3 separate regions of the Mus musculus genome follow, and all the other regions are linked to region 3. A link is a contact called in public HiChIP or PLAC-seq data. All regions are on one chromosome and are shown on one strand. Each heading gives the region's core, a stretch centred on a gene start, on an enhancer-like site or on the middle of the called end of the contact. The rest is flanking DNA. Distances are from core to core; before and after follow the strand shown.

What was found. HiChIP or PLAC-seq counts read pairs in DNA pulled down with a chosen protein or histone mark.
Region 1: a FOXA1 HiChIP or PLAC-seq map of pancreatic cancer cells shows a contact between it and region 3. The contact joins two enhancer-like sites. A contact is called at or near these places in 2 of 115 datasets of contacts at active chromatin or transcription factors (CD8 T cells and pancreatic cancer cells) and 1 of 9 other capture datasets (embryonic stem cells).
Region 2: a contact with region 3 is called in an HNF4G HiChIP or PLAC-seq map of pancreatic cancer cells. The contact joins two enhancer-like sites. A contact is called at or near these places in 1 of 115 datasets of contacts at active chromatin or transcription factors (pancreatic cancer cells) and 1 of 9 other capture datasets (embryonic tail).

Annotation. Positions count from the first base shown.
Region 1 is chr15:61,529,923-61,534,275 of GRCm38.p6, reverse strand. No RefSeq gene overlaps it. Among named protein-coding and RNA genes, the nearest start is that of Gm24696, 170 kb to the right of the region's middle. Within about 2 kb of position 1,340, at least 64 of the 459 cell types and tissues checked have an H3K27ac peak or open chromatin away from gene starts, as enhancers often do. A contact at or near this core is called in pancreatic cancer cells, where this site is marked.
Region 2 is chr15:63,064,953-63,069,201 of GRCm38.p6, reverse strand. Gm41334 (a long non-coding RNA gene) reads left to right here. Exons shown (of 3, transcript XR_875378.1): 2 at 1,211-1,284; 3 at 1,581-1,702. Among named protein-coding and RNA genes, the nearest start is that of Gm41334, 3.7 kb to the left of the region's middle. RefSeq lists an enhancer at 1,591-3,500. Within about 2 kb of position 2,666, at least 43 of the 459 cell types and tissues checked have an H3K27ac peak or open chromatin away from gene starts, as enhancers often do. A contact at or near this core is called in pancreatic cancer cells, where this site is marked.
Region 3 is chr15:62,390,808-62,394,980 of GRCm38.p6, reverse strand. No RefSeq gene overlaps it. Among named protein-coding and RNA genes, the nearest start is that of Gm41333, 280 kb to the left of the region's middle. Within about 2 kb of position 2,485, at least 86 of the 459 cell types and tissues checked have an H3K27ac peak or open chromatin away from gene starts, as enhancers often do. A contact at or near this core is called in pancreatic cancer cells, where this site is marked.

The DNA.
Region 1 (4,353 bases), core at 91-2,590, 860 kb after region 3:
CACTTTGAAAGTCCATTGCTATCATCTTTGTCCATCCTTGTTCATTTCACATTGGACAGTCAGGTTGGTTAGATCTTTTGAGTGTAGCTTCTGATGTTGCTAGGAGATAGCACCTCACAGCCAATAAGGGAGTGATTCCAGTTCAGATGTGGGGAGCAAACTCAGAAAGCAAAGCAGGGGACATAGAGAACAGTTACACACAAAGGACGAATGTCCTGACACAGGAAGTGGCACAGTAGAAATAGTACGAGTGAAAAAAATGTCTCTTCAAAAAGACTGTTAAATAAAATTAATGATGGTGATCTGGCTGGAAGGAGACAATGCTGTTCTACAAGAGAAGAATGGAACCTCTTTCATTTAAGCACTGCCTGCCTATGTTTCTGAGTGCCATCTGATACACTACCAGTGTGAAATGGTTCCAAAGAGCAACCACCAAATCTATTCAGGACATTGATAGATTAATAGATTAATAGAAACTATCTAAGATATTACATAAAAGTTTTTCATATTCTGAGATGCAGAAATTATTAGGAGTAAAGATGGCCTGCATGCTTTTTTTTTTAATCTGACCACAAAGCAGTTAATGTGTGGTTAGCTCTGAGGTCTCACATCTGAGCTATTGTTGAGACAAGTTAATTTCTCCTGTTTCTAGAACATTCCTGTAAGTTCTTCTTCAGTCTCAAATACAGGGCAAAATGAAAGCCAAACAAAACAACAAACAAACAACAACAAAACCAAAAACCTAAAACAAAGAAAATCAGTTTCTCGTCTTGAAGAAGAAGCCAGCACTGAACTCTACAGGGTTCAGTGAATCTATGTGTATCAGACACAGCTGAACATAAATTATCTATTAACTTTTGATATAATCCTGATTTTTCCAACGGTGTGATAACTCACAGCAGTCCTCTACTACATTGCCAGAATCACACAGCCAATAAACATCAGAACAGGATATAACCCCAGCCCATCTATCTGAGCCACCCATGCATTTAAAGAGCCTGCCTCATCATGTCCTAACACAGGACAAGCATGCTGCCTCTTCTGTATGTCCTTTTTCCATGTCCCACCTTCACATTCAGTGCTGGCCCAGAACTTGTGGTATTACATTAAGATACGGCCAGGAAGGGTCATAGGTGAGAGAAGAGCAATCCCACACCTACCCGTTTCTACAGCTGCACTGTTTCTTCCTTCAGATGAAGTTCGTGCTGTTATATAAAAGGAATGTTACCCAAATGCCTCCAGCATGAGTTTCCTTTTAAAGGAGAAATAGAAGAATGAGGCGTTTGGTTTTCCTTTGTTTGCCTGTAGCACCTATGTTAAGAATTTGTCCTTAAACCATGACTCACTCATTCTTGGAGCGAAGTACAAGGAAGTGAACAGATATAATACTTCTGTGAGATGTGGGCTTGAGCTTGTGTGGGAAAGATTGAACTGGGACCGTTAAGGCAACGTTTCATTCAAAACCCACCAATCCACCCCACCCTGCCCCTTCCCCAACAGTTCCCAACATGACTGTTGTTCCAGAAGGCCCATTTTCGGTCTTGCATGACTATCAAATATTCAGACAAGTGATATCTAGTTCCTTTGTATGTGGTTGCTTGCTGGATTGTTAAGGTTTATAATTATTAACTGAATCATTGGCTAGTTGTTCAGTAGGCAGTTGGATTGGGAATAGTTATTTACAGAACAAAAGCAGATGGCAGGACAAGTAGTTTAGATAGAGTGCAGGGTATATAAGCTTGAAAAGTATTGAGTTTTTGCAGATGGCATGGCATTAAGCTTTCAACTTAACCCACTGCATTTTAATTCCCTCGCTCTATAAGTGCATATGCTACCGGTAGAAAAGATCCTGTTAGAATACCAAGATCCCAGTTCTCAGTATATCAAGAACCATTCTAGAAAGTGACCCATTTGGGCAACTCCTAGCCCCCGACCTCTTCATCGCCAGCAATGTGGCTGCCTAGAAACTTCTCAGTGTAATTCACTGGCAACAGGGAGTTCCATGAATACCAGTGAGTCATCCTGCTGGCTACTGTGATCCACAAGTGGGATGCCTAGGTGCTCAGGATGTTTGCTTTGGAAGGAACTCACCCAAAGAATTTCTTTCCTTTGCATGAGACAATGAAGAGTGGGAAGTCACTCTGGGTGTGATTGTTTATCTCTCTTCTTTTATATCCATTGTTTAATTCCTGTGAAAATGCAAGTCCTGAAGCAATGAAAATTTAAGAATTTAGGAGGACCCTATAGAGAACAAAAATTTCAGTTGCCTGTGCTTATCCACTCATGAGGTCCTAATGTTCATTAAAAAACAAAAAAACAAACAAAAAAAAAACAAAGAAAGAAAGAAAAGAGAAGAGAAGAGAAAAGAAGAGAAGAGAAGAAAAGAAAAAGGCATCCTGAACTTCCTGCAAATTCTTGGCTTACACTGGAAATCAGTGTTATCACCCAATAGTGCCTGGTTATCAAAATGATACAACCCATGAATACTTCAATACCCTCCTGATTTCTGAATCAAGACTCAACAATACCACTCCCACTTGCACCACCGTCACGACCACCATCAGTACTACCACCACAAAAACCTATCACCAAGTAACATGTAAGTACCAAGTAACACAATAGCCAAAGGGAAATAGTTCAGACACAATTCTTTTATGTAGCAAAATGATTGGTGTGTCTTACTCTGTGGCTCAAGACTATCAGGGAAGTAAACTAATACTGATGTAATTCTCCCTCATTTCATTCATCGCCACAGACTGGGCAATCTCCCATGGCCAGCTGAATTCAAGCTTAGGAAACCGAGAGGCCCAGGTAGACTGCACTTTTTCTTACTCATATCCATTTGACATGTAAAAAGCATTCCCTTAAGGACTCTTGAAAATGGGCCTTCAACATCTTCTTGCCTGGAACTGAGTAAGATGGCTTTTCCTCGTGGTTGAGGAAGGCTGCAGAATGAGAATCCAGAATCTGCAGCCTTTTCTATGGAACATCGAAAAGGGAAGAAAGGCACGGTTGTAAACTGCCAGCTAGTATGATATCAAACCTGCTTCTTACCAGAGACACGGAGTTGCCTTAAACAAACAAACAAAACAACAGCACCTGCTGAGAACTCCTTGGAGAATTTACCATTGTCTTCATAACACCCAGTTGCTGCTGTTGAACAGATTTTATGACAAATCAAACATATAGAACAAAGGTTATGAAAAGCAAAACCTTGATTTGTTTCTGAATACCTGTCTGCTCCTGGATATTAAGATGTAGAAGAACAGGGATAATGTCTGCCTTGTTCATTATGGCCCTTGGGCATCCAGCACAAGGTTGACATGATGTATGTCATTCACATTTATTAGATGTAGCAATAAATGACCAAACACGAGCTTTGAGGTTAAGTGAAGAGTTTAAGAACACTAGGTGCTACCAAGGAGAGGAGAGGGAGTCATTTATTTTTTGTATGTTTGTTTCGTTTTGTTTTGTTTGATGAGTATATGGAAACACATATGCATTGGTTGTGCACAGCATACGAACAACTATCTTCTATAGTACTCTTCAAGGCATGATTAAAAGTTTTCTCTTCTTTCCATTGCACTGAGTATTTATACTTCTACTTTACATTTGCGCTTCTCATATTCTGCTTTTACGGATTGCACTTGCAGTGTTAGAGAGCGGGAAAACACCACAGTACTTCAAGGTTACCTTTCTTGATCAAAGTTTCAGAGGGTGGGGAGAGCCATGCTGTATTACTTCTAAGTGAGCTCCTGTGCTTTCCTTAACTGTCTTCCTCCTGCTGGTCCTCTTCCTCCTTCCCTCCCCTTTCCTTCTCCTCCTCCTCCTTTTGATTCATTCATTGTAATCCTAAAAAGAATACAGGATATATCTTTGTCCCCCTTTCAAGGATGATAAAAGTATTCTGTATATTAATATGTAAATCCAAAACACATGGCAGATTGCAAGCACTAGGTAGAATTTGGTTAAACTGAGAAAAATCTAGACTAACAAATAATCATCTGTTATTTCCTTTTTTAGGAGGAAAGGAGAGAGAGACAGAGAGACAGAGAGAGAGAGACAGAGAGACAGAGAGACAGACAGAGAGACAGAGAGAGACAGAGAGACAGAGAGACAGAGAGACAGAGAGACAGACAGAGAGACAGAGACACCAGGGGTATCTGTGAGGCTCTACTAAAGCTGCCTTGGATTATATGACCAGGTGGGTATGCACATCTCAATAGTGTGATTTTTAGAAAGCCTGAGGTAGATTTTGTTTTTCCAAAGATTTTTGTCTAGAGTATCCCGCATTTCATAGACATTTTACACATACGCCTCCTACATTCAAAACTGTTCCATGTTTTCTGTTCT
Region 2 (4,249 bases), core at 1,417-3,916, 670 kb before region 3:
TGTAGATTCTGGACCCTTTGTATGAAGTAGAGAAATAGTTGACTTAACAGTTCATCTTTGGGCTGGCGAGATGGCTCAGCGGGTAAGAGCACTGACTGCTCTTCTGAAGGTCCTGAGTTCAAATCACAGCAACCTCATGGTGGCTCACAACCACCCATAATGAGATCTGACACCCTCTTCTGGTGCATCTGAAGGCAGTTACAGTGTACTAATGTATAATAATAAACAAATCTTAAAAAAAAACAGTTCATCTTCTCTTGAAGACAATGTCCTTGTTAGTATATATGGAAACAATAATATACTTATGTTGACTTTTGTGTGTGTGTGTGTGTGTGTGTCATTAACCTAGAACTAAATGAGCCTTTGAGCATATGAAGTATTTGCTTCTTCTCTCTCTCTGACCTTCCAGAAATCAGTGACTGTTCTTAAGAAAGTATTTAGCCTGCAAATCACAGCAATGAAATCTCATTCTGTTTGCTTTAAGCTTAAGCCACCTTGATGAACTGAAGAGATGAAGATCACATAACTCAGAAGCCCTAATTCTTTGTCCACGGTTATGCCTTTCTAGAAAAATCACTTTTGTCATTACCTCTCATTGAGTAAGAGAAATTCAGTAAGAGCATCATGTTAGATGGGTATAAAATGATAACCTGGTATACTTCTTTAGAAAAATTTAAGTGCTTGTTGTGTACAGATATAATTATTACAACATACTACAAACTTAAATCAAGAAACTCCTATTACTTGAGATGACTAATTCTTTAATATGCAAACACTTGCAAACTGTTAACAAAGTAAGTCAAATATTCTGTTTGTTATATACAGTGAGACAGCAAATGAATGTTTAAAGCTGGGAGCATTCTTAGACCTTTTAAAATTATTTTTGCTACTTTGGTTATTCATGTGTATGCATGTGGACCTGTGTGTGAACTCATAGATCAACTCTGGTCATCGGGCTTGGTAACAAGCACTTTTACCCACTGAGCCATCTTGCTGTCCTAGAATATTAAAATATGGTCTGTTGCCTGAATACGAAATATACCTCCAGAGGCTCATGTCTTTGAAAAATGTGTTGTCTGTCCTGTTTTCAAAGGTTACGTAACCTTCGGTGAGTGGAGCCTCAATGAAGTGGATGAGCTATGCAGGATGAGTCTTGACATTCTATACCATTATCCTAATTTCCTGTCTCTGCTTGGCTCTCTGGTTGCAGATGCAAACTGACCTGTTGCCTTCGGCACCTTCTCCATGCCTTTCCCATTGGGATGGAATTTCTCTCCTGTAACTGTAAGTCAAAAATTCTTTTCATCCTTAAGGTTGCTTTTGGCCACAGCAACAAGAAAAGTGTCTAATAATATAGTATTTTATATTATATTTGTGGTAGAGGTATTGAAAATGTACATTTAAGAACAACAAAAACAAATAAAAACAAACAAACAAAGAACAGGACAATGGGTTAAGCCCTGACACAAGTTCAAACCTCTGTAATTGAATCTTTATTTCATATTATATAGCATAGATTTTTCTGATATAAAAGAGGAAATAAACGTCTTAAATGATGTTCTAATTACTGTATCTTACAGACCTCAAGAGTGGCAGATCACCAAGCAATAAGCACACTTATTTGGAGTCATTGCCTCCTCACCAAATATGTAAGGTGTATTGATCAAAAATAGACAGAATAAACCGATAAGTGAGGAGCTCACAGGATTTCCTAGTGTATGTGCTAGATCATCTATTTCCTCTTGCATGTTACTGAATAAAAGGCTATTTTCAGTCAGGAGAAACAATGACACAAAATACCACTGCCTCCATTTGCAAGAGACTTTGTAAGTGCCTTACAGGAAGTTAGTCATGGCCCTTGAATGGTGTGTAAGAGCACTTGCACTGTTAAATCGCATGCTTACTTCAGGATTCTGGAATCTTCCCAAACTGTTTGCTTACCTTTGGCTGAATTTTCTGACTAGATGGAAGGGGCTTTCCAATGATTTGCCACACAGGGCTTATCTTGAATTGTGTAACAGGCAGTACAGGGACTAGGCAACTGTTTGAGATCGAGAAATGACTATGTACATTATCAACAATTGTTTGTAGAGATAGAGGGAAGGGTTGTTAACTTCCTTTGGAAAACAAATCTTTTGCTAATTACTATGCTATCTGGCTTGTAGACAGATGAATAGAGAAAAAAGTCACAAAATGTTATGTTTTTAATTCTGGCCATTTGATATAACACTACCTCTCCCTATGAAAATTCTCCGGACTCTGTCCTAGAATAGCATTTTACTTGAGGAAACAGTGTAGTATTTTGAGACAAGAAGACATACAGCAATCCTGGACTCATTTAAATTGACTAATATGCTTTTGTTTTTCTGAGCATGTGTTTGTTCAGGTTTCAAATGGAGGGACCATGATCCCATAAAATACAGGGATGTTATAAAGGTCAAGAAAGACAATATCTATAAAAGGGGCTACTGGTCAAGAACTGAGTCAGATAGGAATCTCTGTTGTTATTGTGTTAGTTATTCAGTTAAGAAATTTTGCCTGCTTCATAGTAGAATTTGTGATCTACATCTAAGACTTTGCAAAAGAAAGTAAGTATCTTGAGGTTAGGACTTAGTCATCTCCTAACCCCTCAAAGTCTAGTGAAACTTGTGTAAATCTCCTACTTTTCTCCCAGAAACAAATCCTGTTGAGGACACTCCCCTCTTGACATCTCCTTAGTAAAGAACACTCACACAGCAGGGGTGAATGCACTTTAGAAAAGACTTCAGCTCATTCTGCACTAGGACTCTGAAATTTAATTTTAGCCACAGTGTTGATGGAACAGATCACAGAGCTTGGGCCACTCTTCAGTGGAAATGAAATTGGAGAAGGGCATGGAGCCAAAAATAAGGGCCTTTCTGTCTAGTGTTTGGGGACATGGACTTGAGAATTTCAAGTGGCCACCAGTCCCTCCCTCACTGCCAACACTGCACAACTCTTGGCTGAAACCTCACTAGGACATGAGGGTCTTGCTATAGGAAAAGAGAGTTCCTTTTTACTGACACCAAGCTCAGCAGAAAGGAATGCACTTCAAATAGCCCTGTTTGCTCAGTAACCACATTTGGGCTTCATGGTCTTTGGAGCCCTGCTCTCTTTGTAATTGACACACATCGGGAGCCGGCTGCTGATAGCAAAGACAGTGAGTTTGGTTTAGAGTAGGGCCTCATGTAGAATGCTATTAGCTGACCCTGCCCAGGATGTCTTCTTATCCTAATGAGAGAGGAGTGCTAAGGAGGAAGAAATAGTTGTCTATGACAAATGTAGTACTTTCCTGTTTTCTGTATTGCTACATACTATATAGTTTCTCAAAACCTTGTTGGAAATGCTTTTGTCAGAATCATGAATATCAGAGATTATTACCTGGGTCCTATTTGTAACAGTACACTTACTGCTAGTAAAAATGGTAGCTTCTTATAACTTACACCTTAAATTCTCTCACTTAAAATCCTCATAACGTGCCCAGTGTGGTGGCTTAAGCCTTTAATCCCAGCACTTTGGAGGCAAAGGCAGGCGGATTTCGGAGTTCAAGGTCAGCCTGGTCTACAAAGTGAGTTCCAGGACAGCCAGGGCTATACAGAGAAACCCTGTCTTGAAAAACCAAAAAAAAAAAAATCTTCATAAGACTCATCCACGGACTGACTCCCATCATTCTACATTAGCAAGAACCAAAGATTCAGATCTTCATGTTAAATTTCCCAAATAACCTTATGATGTTCATATAGTTCAAATTTTCAGTTCAGAATCTATGGATTTAAAATACTTCCTGAACTGGTTTATTGTAGTTATCTTACCATTAACCTCAACAAATGATCTGATGATACCATAGCATACACATTGTCCCAATGGTTATTCAACTGCCAAATGTAGGATGACTGACTAAGAATCTAAGCTTCGCATTCAGGAAGAAAAAGGACATCTCTAGCTGCATATGTTTCAAAAGATGGCCTAGTCAGCCATCACTGGAAAGAGAGGCCCTTTGGACTCGCAAACTTTATATGCCCCAGTACAGGGGAACGCCAGGGCCAAAAAGGGGGAGTGGGTGGGTAGGGGATTGGGGGGGTGGGCATGGGGGACTTTTGGGATAGCATTGGAAATGTAAACGAGGAAAATACCTAATTAAAAAAAAAAGGAAAAAGGACATTGCACAGAGAGACTTAGTTTAGTTTCTCTCCTTCCATGATGCTATAGTTCCATTAGTGTTAGAATTTTA
Region 3 (4,173 bases), core at 1,236-3,735:
TATAAATAAATATATCTGCCTTGGGCTTATCTAAAATTTCTCCTTTTTCTATAAGGAATACTGTATGTTGTACTTGTAGCAAGATGTTTTAAATGATACATAGAGGAAGGTAGAGAAGAAAAGTAACAAAGACTGGAGTAGAGAAAAAGCAATTGGCATAACCCCTGAACAGATAGACAGAAGGAACTGTGACTTCTTCGAGGAAACTGTCCCAATCCGGTCCATTCTGCGTATTCCTTAAATTAGACCCTAGGCTCCAATGCCCAGCCACTAAATAAATAAATAAATAAATAAATAAATAAATAAATAAATAAATAAATATTAAAAATAAAAGTCTTACAAAGAGCCTGAGCACCTGGAAACAGATGTAATCCAGAAGGTTGGACCAAGTTTCACATGCCTCAGTTTCTTCTTCTTTAATATGCATATGTGCATGCCCCCTGCATATTGTTATGCTTTGACAACTCATACGACAGAGCCCTCAACAGTAGCAAAGGTTGAATAAAGGTTGGTGTCTCACCCATCATCACAGTTTGTTCAGTAAGAGTGTTAGAACTTCAGGCCAGCTGTGCCTTTCCACCTTGTTTCAAGACCAACTTCTGAACTCATGGGGTGGGGGGTGTAAGATAAATGAGGGTAGTGTATTTTTTAGATTTGGATAAGGAAATAATTTGGCAAAGGTCAGCTAGCTAAGAGCAAAAACTATGAACTATCTGGCCCACTGACCAGATTTTTGTCAATAAAACATTTTTAAGTAAACATGTTTTTTACAGCTTGAACTAATTTTATTTGCAAAAATGAACAAGTGGATAAAAGTCTTCATTTGCCCTATTGCTATAAAGTTTCACTAAAACACAGTTATACTCATTGATTTGCAAAAGGCTTTTGTACAAAGGCAGAGTACAATACCTAGGGCACAGAACATATGACCACAGCTAAAGTATATACCTACTCTCTGCCTCTGAGGATAAACTTTGCCAGCACTTGGTTTAAGATGCACATTGATTTATACATACATATGTTTGTACATACATACTTACATACATACACACAAATGCACACATATATTTGCATATATACATATAAGCATATGTATATGTATACAACTCAATAGAAAATGGACTCATGCACCTTCCTCCATGGATCTCCAAGGTGACAAAGCATCAATTGCATGATCACTTGAAGGAAGGTGACCCATATGCTACACACTTGCAACAGCGGGGAATCCAGCTAAGTTCTTCTCACCCTCCTTTTTAACTGGTGATTGTTGGCAAGTTTCACAAAACCAGAACATGGTTATCAAGTGGCAAGAATTGGGAAATTTAATTGGTTTCCCAATGATTAATAGTTGTTAGATGGTTAACCCTGTGGAACCGAAATGACTCACCAGCATCCTTGACTTACTGCTCTTGGTTTCATTAGCCTCGTTCCCCCCTTGCTGTGGTCCCCCTAGGAGGCCTTTGCTGAGCTCCTAGTATGTGTCTGGGGAAGCCACCAACTCCTGATGGCCCTAAAGGCCTCTTTCCTTTTTCTCATTTCTTTTTCTGTGGTGTCAGAGATAGAACACGGGGCCTCTCAAATGCTAGGCACACACTCTACTCTGAGCTCAGTCTTTGAGTTCTCTTTAGACAGGAGGTTACTATGTAGCCCAGATAAGCATAAAAGTTGTAGACCAAGCTAGACTTGGGCTTGAAATATCCTAATTGCCATGTAAGTGATACTGGGGTGCTTCTCTCTGTCTCTGTCTGTCTCTTTCTGTGTGTCTCTATCTCTCTGTCTTTCTGTCTCTCTGTCTGTTTGTGAATGAGTGTGTGTGTTTGTGTGTGTCTCAGCAGCTGAATAAAACACTCCTAGTTCCTGCTATGCTTCACACTCCGGGGTTCAACATTGAAGCTACTGATTGTGGTGATAACAGCAAGGAGGTACTAAAAGGACTGCCTCAGAACAATGCTCTTCATTCAGCTGGGTGGTTCACAGTCTGAATGTGAAGAAACTGGGCTCTCTGCATATTTCAAGAAGAAAGGACCTTAATACAGGAAACTAAAAGCACAACTGTTGTATAGGCTCATAATGACAAGGGACTCTGAAATGGCAGGAACTCAGGAAGCAGTGTGGACACAGATAAACCTCAACATGGGCAAAAAGAAGCAAATGGCAACATCCCATACCTCCTGCATGTGCTCCACTACAGCTACTAAGAATAGAGGCCATTGTTTCTTCACGACTTTCTAGTGAAAGTTGAGGAAATCTGGCCCAGAGGCAGAGTTCTCACATACAGGCAAGAACATAGGCAGAAGGAAGGAAGGGGTGTTGTTGGTTGGTACTCCAACATACTGAGAAATCTGAGAAGACTTCCCAAAGAATGTGGTGCAGAAGGCACAGTTTTGAAAACTTGAGGTCAGCCAAGCCTTGACTTGGTCAGTGATTCATCAGAGGAGTTTCCCTTTCTAGACTGCAGGATCCCAAAGTACGGAAGTGCACCCTTCCCGAGAAGAACTGCTCTTATGCAACTAAATGAAGAGGGAGCCATAAATAGCTTGGTTTGTTTCCTTCCTGGGGAAAGAGATGTAGAAGTTAGTTATTAAAGGAAAAATCAATAACCATCGTCATTGAAACTGTAAGTATAGAAGGGGCTTCTCTCCCAATATACTGTACAGGTAGTTGGGAATTGTGTTAAGAAAAGATTGTTCAAGGTAGGAAAGCCTGTTAATTACAATGACAGCAGAGCACTGAATAGAGATGAGATCCCTAGGTCCTCTCTGGATATAAGCACCACCTCCCTTTTCGGTCCCAGTTTCTTTCTTTCCAGAAATACATCAGGAACAAACTCTCCAGAGAACCATTCCATTGACAGCTTACCTAGCACACAGGCCTCCGAGTTTAGATAGATTTAGCTCATTGTTCTTTGAAAACAAGGACCTAGCAGTGACAAGTACCTCCCACATCTCTTGCTAAGAGCTCTGGACAGCCCTGCCTTTGAATTCTGCAAGAGTCTTTGAGCTAAGTCTTTTACCCACATCTTCCTCATGAGGAAGCATGAACTAGGAAGGGTAGACTCGAACATCTGCTGCTGCATACCAAAGCTCAAGCCCAGAGGTGAGGAATAATTGAAGAAAGGAAAGTCCCTTATTGTATCTCTATTATAAGGTAACTGAATTCTAGTGGGTGTTTCTCAGTCACCTTACAGAATCATGAGGAACATTGAGTTGCTCTGTGGCTGTTTTTCCTACCTTTTATACCATGACCAAATAGGCAATAGTGGTGGCTCACCTTTCCCAAGAAGAGTAGACATCTTTGAGATTCCACAGTTACCTCCCAAACTCCATCTGCATTATTGTCTCAGAAGTATAGATTTAAACATTTAGTTGGTTCTTATAGACTAAAATTCACATGGCTTTCAAAGTTTTTGTTGTTGTTGTTGTTGTTGTTGTTGTTGTTGTTGTTGTTGTTGTTGTTGTTGTTGTTGCTGTTGCTGCTGCTGCTGCTGCTGTTACTGCTGCTGCTGCTGGGGGGGGGGCTGTTGTTGTTGATAATGATGATGTTGTTGTTTTTATTTTTCAGATATAACTTACCTTCCAGGGCTTTCTTCCTTGTTAGTTTTTATATTCTTCAACTTTCATTATGTATTAGAAAAATGCTCATCTTAGTGAACAGAACCTAGAGATACACCTCAAAAATAAAGCTACGAACACATTACAAAGACATGACCCTTGCTTCTTCCATTGGACAATGAGTTTATCACATTCTTTTTCCCTATCATGCCCCGTCTTACCTTGCATTTGTTACTAGTTCTGTGACGTTCCAGATCATTTTCACATTAAGATTTGAAACATTATAAACACTGTTTTCTCCATGACGTTGGAGATTTAATTCCGTTCTCTAATTGAAACAGTGACTTTAAGATTGTGTTCCTCCTCAGTGCTTAGTGTAACTTTTTACTGGCCCCTCTCATTTGGACTATTCTTATGTCTACTCTTTGGACAGCATAGATAAGTGTTTTTGGAGGCTAGTTTATAAATATATGTGTTGTCTCTTTTGCTAACCCATTCTGTATATATGGATACTAACTAGAATAAAAATAGACTATTCGTCAAACAGTATTATGTGTTTTCTGTCATTCAGTATGCCAGGAAGAACAAGACCCCGGTTAGGTTAATGTTTGTCATCATAGTA